Regions from separate parts of the Mus musculus genome. Here region 2 is linked to region 1. A link is a contact called in public HiCAR-type data. All regions are on one chromosome and are shown on one strand. The core of a region is the stretch at or near the end of the contact, and the rest is flanking DNA. Distances in the headings are between cores, read along the strand shown. Region 1 has its middle 24 kb from the start of Gm32532. Region 2 overlaps Nrp1 (neuropilin 1).

Evidence for each region. HiCAR-type assays count read pairs that join an accessible place to other places.
Region 2: a HiCAR-type map of Th17 cells shows a contact between it and region 1, with 8 times the contacts expected there. The contact joins two enhancer-like sites. A contact is called at or near these places in 1 of 15 datasets of contacts at CTCF or cohesin (the NIH/3T3 cell line) and 1 of 115 datasets of contacts at active chromatin or transcription factors (Th17 cells).

What each region holds. Positions count from the first base shown.
Region 1 is chr8:127,664,391-127,669,482 of GRCm38.p6, forward strand. No RefSeq gene overlaps it. Among named protein-coding and RNA genes, the nearest start is that of Gm32532, 24 kb to the right of the region's middle. Within about 2 kb of position 2,006, at least 19 of the 459 cell types and tissues checked have an H3K27ac peak or open chromatin away from gene starts, as enhancers often do. A contact at or near this core is called in Th17 cells, where this site is marked.
Region 2 is chr8:128,418,831-128,423,922 of GRCm38.p6, forward strand. Nrp1 (neuropilin 1) reads left to right here. Exons shown (of 17, transcript NM_008737.2): 3 at 1-64. Among named protein-coding and RNA genes, the nearest start is that of Mir1903, 62 kb to the left of the region's middle. Within about 2 kb of position 2,266, at least 24 of the 459 cell types and tissues checked have an H3K27ac peak or open chromatin away from gene starts, as enhancers often do. A contact at or near this core is called in Th17 cells, where this site is marked.

The DNA of each region.
Region 1 (5,092 bases), core at 756-3,255:
TGCCAATAGAATTGGTATATGTCTGTATTTTAGAGATCAGAAAAGCCGCATGCATGTTATGCCAGTCAGTATTTATGGGCTGGATTGGAAGACTGGATTCTTACATGTAATTTTTGAGAAGTCAGACTCACATGTGGACCCTAGGGCACTGACCTCAGCTGGGTGTTTTATTTCTCTTTCAGAGTTTAAAACATGCTCTGAATATCACAAGATTGTTCAAAATTAGCATTTTTGTGGTATCACGGGACATAGAGTGATAGCCTAGCATGATTGAAACCCCGAATTCCTGGCCAAGCAGCACTGAGTGCGATGCTACATTTCATACCTTACTGTGGAAGCAGGAGAGGCAGAGGCTTAAAGTCATTCTCTATACAGAGTCTGAGACTAGCCTAGACTACATGAGAACTTGTCAAAACATAGTATCTTTTACTGAGTATAGATGGAGTCCTGTTTGTGTAAAGTAGGACTTGTAACTTTCTCTATTCTTCTCTGAACAAGACGCACCGGTGGCATCCCATAGGTGAGATCCAAAGCTTTTTGGTGGCAAGTTATAGCAACCTGGCTGTGGGTCTGGATGTTAGCACTCAATCCATCTCCCGAAATAGAAATATACTGTATGTATTAGGTACTTTTTTTCACTGTTGTGGCAAAGTACCAGACAAAAGCAACTTAAGGAAGGAAAGGTGTACTTCTGCTCACAATTGAGAGTACAGCCCATTGTGGTGGGTGGACAATACAGCAGAAGCATGAGGCAGCTGGTCACATTGCGCCTAGAGCCAGGAGGTAGAAAGAGATGGTTGCTGGTGCTGTTTACTTTTGCCTTTTTATGCGCTCTGAGACCCCAGCCCATGAATCTGACTTCTCAGCAAATAGATGGTGCTTCCCATCTTCAGAGTGGAATTTTCAACCTTAATCTCTGGAAACTCCCTTACAGACAAGCCCAGAGAAATGTCTCTATGGTGTTTCTAAATCCTTACAAGTTAACAATCAAGAGGAAACCGTTACAGGTAGAGAATACTCCATTTACTAGCTCTGAAGGGTAACTCTGAAGTGTCTGTAGAAGAGAGATTCTCAGGGCATGGGGGGTGGGGTGGGGAGTGAGGTCTTGGGTGTGGGGAGGGCCCATGCATTCAGGCAGACACAGGGGTTGCTGTGATTTTATGGGGGGAGAAAACAAAGGATTCCCAGAGACATTTCAAGCCATCTGTAAATCTTCTGAGTGACTGGTCACTCCCTAGTGCTGAGACTACATGCCACCCATTGGCTCAGGACACCTTAATTGACAGCTCCTTCAGGATGGGGTAAAGGGCTACCAGATTCTGTCTGTCCTCTAATTCTGTGGGTAACTTCTCATCAAGTATGGGGGTCTCAGGGAAGACACTGTGGGCTGTCTGCTCAACATCCACTATTACCTGTCTACAGTCATTTGGGGAGGTCAGAGACAAGATTGAGGTGGAAAACCAGCAATCACTGTGGCAAGCTTTAAGCCTCTGGTTACTCACTGACCCGCTAAGTCGGCAAACCTAAAGTAAATCATATGTAGGACTTGTGCTGTGGGAAGGAATAAATTCCCCTACATCTAATCCAGTTGTCTTAGTTTTGTCTAAATTTGAATTGTAGACTAAGTGGCTTGTACAACACATTGGGAATTGTTTCTTGAAGGTCTAGAGGCTAAGATACCCCAAATCAAGACACGTGTGTTTCCTGAGGGCCTGCCTCCTGCCTCATGGTCCCTACTGTGTTCTCATATGCTGAAGGGTGCCTTGTTCTCGAAGGTAACCAATAAATTCATGAGAACCCCATGTCTGATCTTGTCATGTCCCAAAGTTCTTCTCCTAATACAACCACATTGGGGTTTTAGGCTAACATATGAGTTTCAAGAATGGAAAACCAACAATTTGCAGAATTGTTTTCATAGAGTTGTGGGAGACATCTCACAGGTGGAGACAATGACTGGGTAGATACCTCATAAGTTGAGACAGTGTCTAGTCACCATCTCCTGCAAGTGAATCCACTCTTGTAGAGTTAGGTCAGAAGTAGGAACATGGGGGAATCCCCCATGGGGCTCTAAGAAGCAGCAGCTTCCCTTCCCCTGAACCTTCCCTTCAGCCCACTGAGCAGCTGGCAGCTCCTGGTGTCCCCCTTCTTTTGACTTATCCCTCTTCTGGGTAAGCGGTGAGTCAAGGATGGAGGCTAAGGGTCTTCTCACAGATGGAGGCTGTGAAACTCTCTCTTTCAGAGCTCAACTTCCTACCATCACACACAGGGGACGCAAGCCTGTTTCCTGGCCTTGGCTCTCAGCCTCAGAGTTCCCCTACAGCCCTCACCCTGGCTGCAGCCACTAGCTGTCTGCCCACATGCTGGTCTCCACCCTGGCCTCCGAGCCAGTCCTGACTCCAGACAGGAGGGCTTCAGGACTTGGCATTCCATCACTTTCATTACACAACACCTTTGACCTTGGGCCACATCTGGTCCTGATAACTGGCTTTTTATTTGTTCCTGGAACTTCTTATGGTTTTGGATGTTGTCCACTTCCCTGGACAGAGTCCCTCTGGCCACTATGGCTGGTAGGACAATGCTCTGGAAGCATGAAGATTACATGAGTGTGTGGCTGGAGCCTTGTCCACATTGACCTGCTCCCCTGGAGTTTCTAAGCTGCTTCCTGCTGGGTCCTTTTTATTTCTCTTGTCCAAATATTCAATTTTCTCTCTAGTATGAATAATTATAGTGTGAACATACCTCAAGACATGTTCCTTTGTTTATGTAAAAACAGCCTGGAGTTAAGTTGTTCTGGCTGCCAGATAGCCTTCTGTCTTTCTGCTTCACTTCCCTGAGAGGGACCCTCAGCCCTAGTCTGATGCCTGGCAAGGAACAGCCAGTAACACCTTCATATTCTCCCCAGAAAGAAAGGAGAATCAAGGACTTCCACACAGGCCCATCTTGGTTATTTCTACTCAGATCTCACTTGCCCAGGCTTAGCAGTGAGATTGTGGGAAGGCATAGGTCCTCCCATTGAACACTGAACAGGGCTGGTACCCTCTACCCAGGGAAGCAGAGGAGACTGTAGTGGTCTGTGGTAACTTCTTATGCTGTTTGTTTGTTTTCTGGACAGGATCTTATGTAGGCCAAGCTCACACTATAGCCAAGGATGGCTTAGAACTTCTTATTTTTGTTTTATTTTATTTTATGTGCATTGGTGTTTTGCCTGCTTGAATGTCTGTGTGAGAATGTCAGGTCTTGGAGTTACAGACCATTGTGAGCTGCCATGTGGGTGCTGGGAATTGAACCTGGATCCTTTGGAAGAATAATTGGTGCTCTTAACCACTGAGTCACCTCAACAGCTGGCCTGGAACTTCTAATTCTACTGTCTCCTCCTACTACCTCCTTGTATCCTCTCCAGTTTTGGGATTACAGGCATGTACTGTTTGTTTATGCCATACTGGGGATGGAACCCAGGCCTTCCTGTGTGCTAGGAAAGTATTCTGCTTACCCAGCCACATCCTTAGCTGGCATGATGGTTCTGCTTAGAATCCCAGTACTGCTGGGAAGACAGAGACAGAAAGAGCCCTAAGGCTCACTGTTCAACCAGTCTGATCCTCTTGTTGAGCTCTAGCCCAAAGAAATACCCTGCTTCACCTCCAAAAAAAAGGAAGGGAAGAAGGAAGGAAGAAAGAAAGAAAGACAGATAGATAGAAATAGAGAGAGAGGTGGATAGCATCTGAAGAGTGGCACTTGAGATTGACCTCTGGCTTACATGTGCATAATACATGTATACTTGCATCTATTTACTCATGGACATACACATGGGTGGGGGAGCGAGTGTGCGCGCGCGCGCGCGCACACACACACACACACACACACACACACACACACACACACACACACACCATAGCCATGTTGATTTGGATTTCCTGTGTTGGGGATACTTTGCCTGTACCACTTTCCCTGTCAATTGCTTTCTTTCTTACCAGGAGTTTCTATTCTTGCTTGAAGAATTCAAGAAGTTCCTTCAGATGTTGTAGACAGAGAGGATAAAGTGTCCAGAACAAAGGGATATGTTTGGTGGAGAAGTGGTATGGTGCGGGGAGGGGGAGTGCTCTGTAGGTCTATGCTGAGGCATCCCTTCCTCCTGTGGTATAGTATAGAATAGAGTTTACTTAGGGCATGGGGAGGGGAGTTGAGGGGGGTAGTAGAGACAGAGAAAGGCAGAGAAAAAGAGAAAGAGAGAGAGAGAGACAGAGAGAGAGAGAGAGACAGAGAGAGACAGAGAGAGAGAGACAGAGAGAGACAGAGAGAAGAGTAGAGGAATAGAGGCTGGTCTTGAATATGTAAAGGGAAGGGGAAATGGGAAGAGAAGGGACAAAGAGGGGAAGAGGATAAGAGAGCAAGAGAGCAAGAGGGAGAGGAGGGGGCAAGCAGCCTCTTCTATAGTGAGTCAGGTATACCTGGCTATTGCCAGGTAACTGTGGAGTGGAGCCTAGAAGAAATGCTAACTCACCTTCTCACTATTAGCAGTAAGAGAAAATCAAGCAAAGGTGGAAAGGGAGACTGACCCAGAGGGTGAGTGCCCGATTCTAGTGACAGGCCTACATAGGAGATGGGGGAAAGGAGGGTGGGCATGTAAGGGGCTAGAGAAGAGGTATGGAAGAGAGCCAGGATGAGGGGGTGAAACCCAAGAGCCAGACAGAACAGTTGAAGACCTACAGCAGGGATGCCACCTGAAAAGTGTAGTTGGGTAGTCTGCTTCTAACTTCCAGGTCTCAGCAAGCAGGTCCTAACAGAGGTGGTGCCTGGAGAGCCACCTGTGTGTTTGAGCAGTGCAGAAGGGCTGGGTTCAGAGTTCACAGAGCATACCGAGCAGCATCTTCTCCTGAAAGGAGGAGGTAACCACTTATGGTCCCTGTCACCAGGGCTGAGTGACACTGCAGTTTTAGATCAGCTAGCACGTTGGCCTGTGTGGTGTGGACCACAGGAGAATGGGTGGATTTAAGTCAAAAGTCAACCCACTTCCCTGAAACACAAATCACCAGGTTTGTGAAATTCACAACACAGCATGTTTGTGTGACCTGTGCATATACAGGAATTTATACCT
Region 2 (5,092 bases), core at 1,016-3,515, 750 kb after region 1:
TTTGTCTCTGACTATGAGACACATGGGGCAGGGTTTTCCATCCGCTATGAAATCTTCAAGAGAGGTAAGTAACTCACATAAGAACAAGAATGACTAAATGATTTTTTAGTGTTGTTTGAATTCCCAAGGGATCATGTGAAAAGAAAGATGAAGGTCATGGCTCCATCCTTCCATAAAGAATTTGTTTTTTCCCTTATAGAAATGTTGGAAAATGTTTTGAATGAGGTAAATATATCCATGGTGTGGCAGAAGTGTGTTTGAAATGGATCAAAGCTACTCAAAAATAATATTTTTTAAAAGATACCACCCTGAAATGTGTTGATTAAAGAGAGAATGCATTACATTGAATTCTCTGAAAGCCATTGATTCTTATTTTTTTTTTTATTTTTTAGAAATAGGCTAAAATACTGCTGGGGTTTATTCCCTCTCCTCCCTCTTCTTCTCCCTCTGCCTCTCTATCTCCCTCCATCCCCTTCCAAGCTCTCTAACCCAAGCTGGTCTCTAATTTGCTATTAGCCAAGGGTGGCCTTGAACTCCTGATGGTCCTGCTTCCAACTGCTGGGTAAAAGGATCACAGCTGTGTGGCCCAAACACAGGTTATACCTTGCTGGGGATGGAGGCCCAGGCTTCATACAGGCCAGGCTTCATACAGGCCAGGCAAGCCCTCTACCAACTGAACCACATCTCCAGTCATGAAGTTTGATTCTTTTGTGTCAGTTAGGTCAATTAGTCTCTTTTACCTTAAATCTATGGTTAATACTTTCCTTTTATTTGTCTGACAGTTCATAGGCTTCCAATTTTGAGGGGCTATGGTCATGCCTTGATATAAACAGAATGCTTACCATCTTATTACCACTCTCAAAGATCTCTCTCTCTCTCTCTCTCTCTCTCTCTCTCTCTCTCTCTCACACACACACACACACAATTACTAGATGACTTCGGTAAAAGTCCCTCACCTTCTAATAAGACCAAGCTGGGAACATTCCAGATCCAATCTGAAAGAGGGTAACGCATAGCACTGTGAAATATCTGGAGACCACTGCAGATTCCTCTTGTATTAAAATTTGTTGCTGCTACTTAAATTTTTAAGTTCTCCAGTATTTCTCAACAATCCACAAACAGTGGTTTAAGTCTGTAACATGTTGTGAAATGTAGGAGAAAGTGCCTGTTTAAGTAGGATGGGGAAAAAAATCTAGTTACAACTGTGTTAAAAACCTAAGGTTTTCCAGGTCAGCAATGGAACCAGAGCCCAGGAAGAACCACTGGGAGTTTGGAAAACATTAATATGACTTCTTTACATTTCAAAGATGCCTGACCTTGCCTCATGTAGAAATAACTTCTTGCATAATTATATGTAACCACAGGACTGGGCAGACAGTACAGTGCTTGTCTTGCAAGCATGAAGACCTGAGTTGAACTCCTAACACCCTTGTAAAACTCAAGATGTTGTGGTGTATGCCTGTAATCCTAGGAATGGGGAGCTGAGTGGGAAGAGAGTAGGACCCCTGAAACATGATATTTAGCTGTCCTAGCCTACTTAATGAGCTAGTGAGAGACCTTGTCTCAAAAAAATTTTTTTAAAGAATAATACCTAAGCTTGTGGCCTACACATACATATGAACCCCTGATTACATGAATCCAAGTTTTCTTGCACTGAAAGTTGTATGCCTTGTTATCCAAAGGGTATCCCCTATCTATATGTATACACACATGCATTCACATATGCTTGCTTTCTTGCACATGGTATCATCAGAGACAGTAGGTGTCATAAAAATGAGTAAGAACAGACTTTCATTTTCAGTATTTCTGAATGTTCTGCAAGTAGTTGAGAGAGCTATGAAGGGGAGGAGGAGGGGCTGCTGACTTGAGAATTCTTCATCATCCTCCATCAGAGCCCACACCCCAAGCACTATTATAATAGTCTACTCTCTGGTCAGTCCCTGTATTTAGCGTGTTGCCTATTCTCCTCAGTTTCATTCAACAGACTTGGAAAATTACATCTTCCTTCTAAGTTGACTGCCACAAACCACCAAGTAGACCAAAATTGTGTTTTTGCCAATGTAGTTTAATCCTATTTGAGGTCTCTCCATGGGCCACCAAGCCCCTGTCATTATAACCTATCCTGCTGGGTTAAGTTCAATCCTGCTGGATTTTGGACAAAGCCTGAGCAGCCTTTGCCCTCATCTACTTTTAACTGTGACTTATGACATTGAGCATCCTGCTCCAGGACTATCGCTGATAGAGTATGATGCTCACTTCTTCCACTGCCTGTTGGTGTGGCTGACTGGAGTATCAGTTTCCTCATCAGTGGAACCCAGCAGAGGCTTTCAGATTCAGATGAAACAGAAACAGGTAATTCTGACACCTGCCACTGACTTATGCTTGAGAAGAACTGTTACAGCAACTACCAATGAACTGACTCCTTCAAGGTTCAGGGCTCTCTCGTCTTCCAAACTGCACTTGATCTTTTAGAAAACCTGGCCCCAGTCTCTTTTCTTGGGAAGCACTTCTGGCTAACCTGACTTTTCTGTGCACATTCCCAAGTTGCCCTCTGTGTCTATACATTATATACAGCACACACAGTATTTATACAGAGTGTACTATATATACAAATATATATTTACCAATGATTCTCTTACTATCTTCAAATTTCCCCATGTAACATATGCTTTATTTTCCAACACTGTTGCTTCTATTTGAGAAATTTTAAAAACCCACATTTCTACTATTTCACCTATCGCCCGCATAAAAAATATTCACAAAATACATGCGTAAATATATATTAATCCTCAGAAGTCATTTAATAATGATACAGAACTCATAGATTTCTGATCTTCTGAGAACTCAGCACTTCTTTGGGGGCTCAGCAACTTCAAAAGTTTCTAAAAACATGTGAATTATACTGATCATAGTTTAATGCAACCAGGAAATTAATTTTTTAGATGCTGGCTTTGAGGTTTTCAGGCAGTGGATTACAAGTATGAGAATTTGCTATTCCTAATTCCAGGAGCTGAGACGAAGGTCTGTCCTGCCTGGCAGCCTTAGCCCCTCTTCACCTTTCCCTCGGTCACCTCAGACCACCCTGATTCTCTCTCCAGAGCCTTGAAGTTCCTTTACATCTACTCTCCCAGATGTTGGAACTTTGGGTCAGTATCCCAACACTCATCTAAAGATCCTTCTCTGAGACACACACACACACACACACACACACACACCTCCAGTCTGTCACTCTTCCACTGTCCTGCCTACTGGCCTGGTCCACCAGCTCCACTACTGAAGGAGTCTGGAGCAGTTTCTATGGACCTCAGTGTCAGAGGCTGAGTGGCAGTGCTTGGTACAGACTATTTAATTAAGGCTCTATATATTTAACAAAAATCAGAGAGGGATGTTACTTAGTTGGTTGAGTACCTGCCTAACATGAAGGAACCCCTGGCTTCCATTCCCAACACAAGGTCAACTAGGCATGATATATAATAAATACTATTGCTTGATCATTGAAGGCAGGAGTAGCAGAATTTCACCATCATCCTCGGCCACAAGTTGAGGCTAAATTCTAGGAAATAGAGGGGCCTATCTAACGGTAACTTCAAGAAAGTATCATAGTTCTAATTATCCCATATCCTTTGTCATTAATATCTAGATGTGACTTTTTTTGTAACCACATAGCCAAATATGGCACACCTCTAGATTTGTGTGTACAAGCACTGTCCCCCTTGTGACTCACTGGCTTCCAGCTAGCCTCATTCTTGTTCAGCCCTGGGAGTTCCTGTGGAGTTCCTGAACCCTCTCCTGCCACTGTTTCCTGCAGAGGGGGCATTTTCCCCCCAATGGGGCCAACTTACATAACAGTGAAAAAGGAAAATGTTAAAATGAAACAAAAAAATCAATCATTTGGGGCTGGAACTGTGGCTCAGTTGGTAGAGCACATGCACTATACAGCTATCCCACTTGAAAGATGAAGGCAAGAATATAAGAAGTCCAAGAGTATCCTCTGCCACAAACCAAGTAGCACCAGGCTAGTCTGCATTCTCCGAGGCCCTCTCTCCAAATAAAAAATAATAATAATTAAAATAAAATAAAATAGCAAAACAAAATAAAAATTTTTGATGTATAGTAAAGAAAATGAGAAATTATCATTTTCTTTTTCAAATCCAAAGCTCAGAGCCCTGTGAAAACAAGGATGGCTTAGAGATGCCTGAGACTCCACAGTGTCAGTGGCCAAGGCAGGAATGGAGCCCACATCTTCTGATGCTCAGTCCAGTTCTCTCCAGTCACCCCTTGAGATTTCTCTGCTATATCAAACTGTGACCAGCCTGAAATCCCTTCCCAAGGGTACATGGTGTGGCCCGACACTGTGGAATGTTGAAAATTATGTAGTCCTGAAAGTGGAGTCAATGCTGGTCAAACTTTTTTTGTCTCATTGAACCATAGTCTCATCTAGGCATGCTAACCTTCCCCAGGAGAAGATATTAATACCTGCATTGGAGTTCTCCGTGCACTTTGCCTTAGAAGACCTAACCAAGTGTTTGTTCCTTAGCGAGGAATTTGAGACATAAACACACACAGTATCTTGGAAGTAAAATTCTAAGATTGCCAGTATCGAGCCTCATTCAATACATGAATTTATTGTTTATTAACTATGCAATTATAATTAATATGAAATATATACTCTGTTGATATGTAATTGTGGTATATGATATATGGGGCATGCATTTTGTATATATTTTATTTCATATGTTACTTGTGAATTTGTAACTCAAGTTGACATTGTCACTGTTGCCTGAGAAGCTCCAAGAGCATTCAGAATGGAATGAAAACCTTCACCTAGAACTAACCTGACAAAATGCAGCAAATTCATGAGGTTTTAGCCATGATCAAACATCTGGAGGCAGAATGGAATAGCTTGAGCCCATATAAGAAAGTTTGGGAGGCATTCTTAACAAGCCAAATCATTTTGGAAGGCCAGGTGTGTTGTGCCCAGGTAACAAGCCCTGTTCTCTTACACTCCTGAACTGTTAATATCTAACTCAGGTGCTAGCCAACTAATTTCCCCCCAAAGAGCTGCCAGAGCCCCAGATAGAAACTAGGCTTA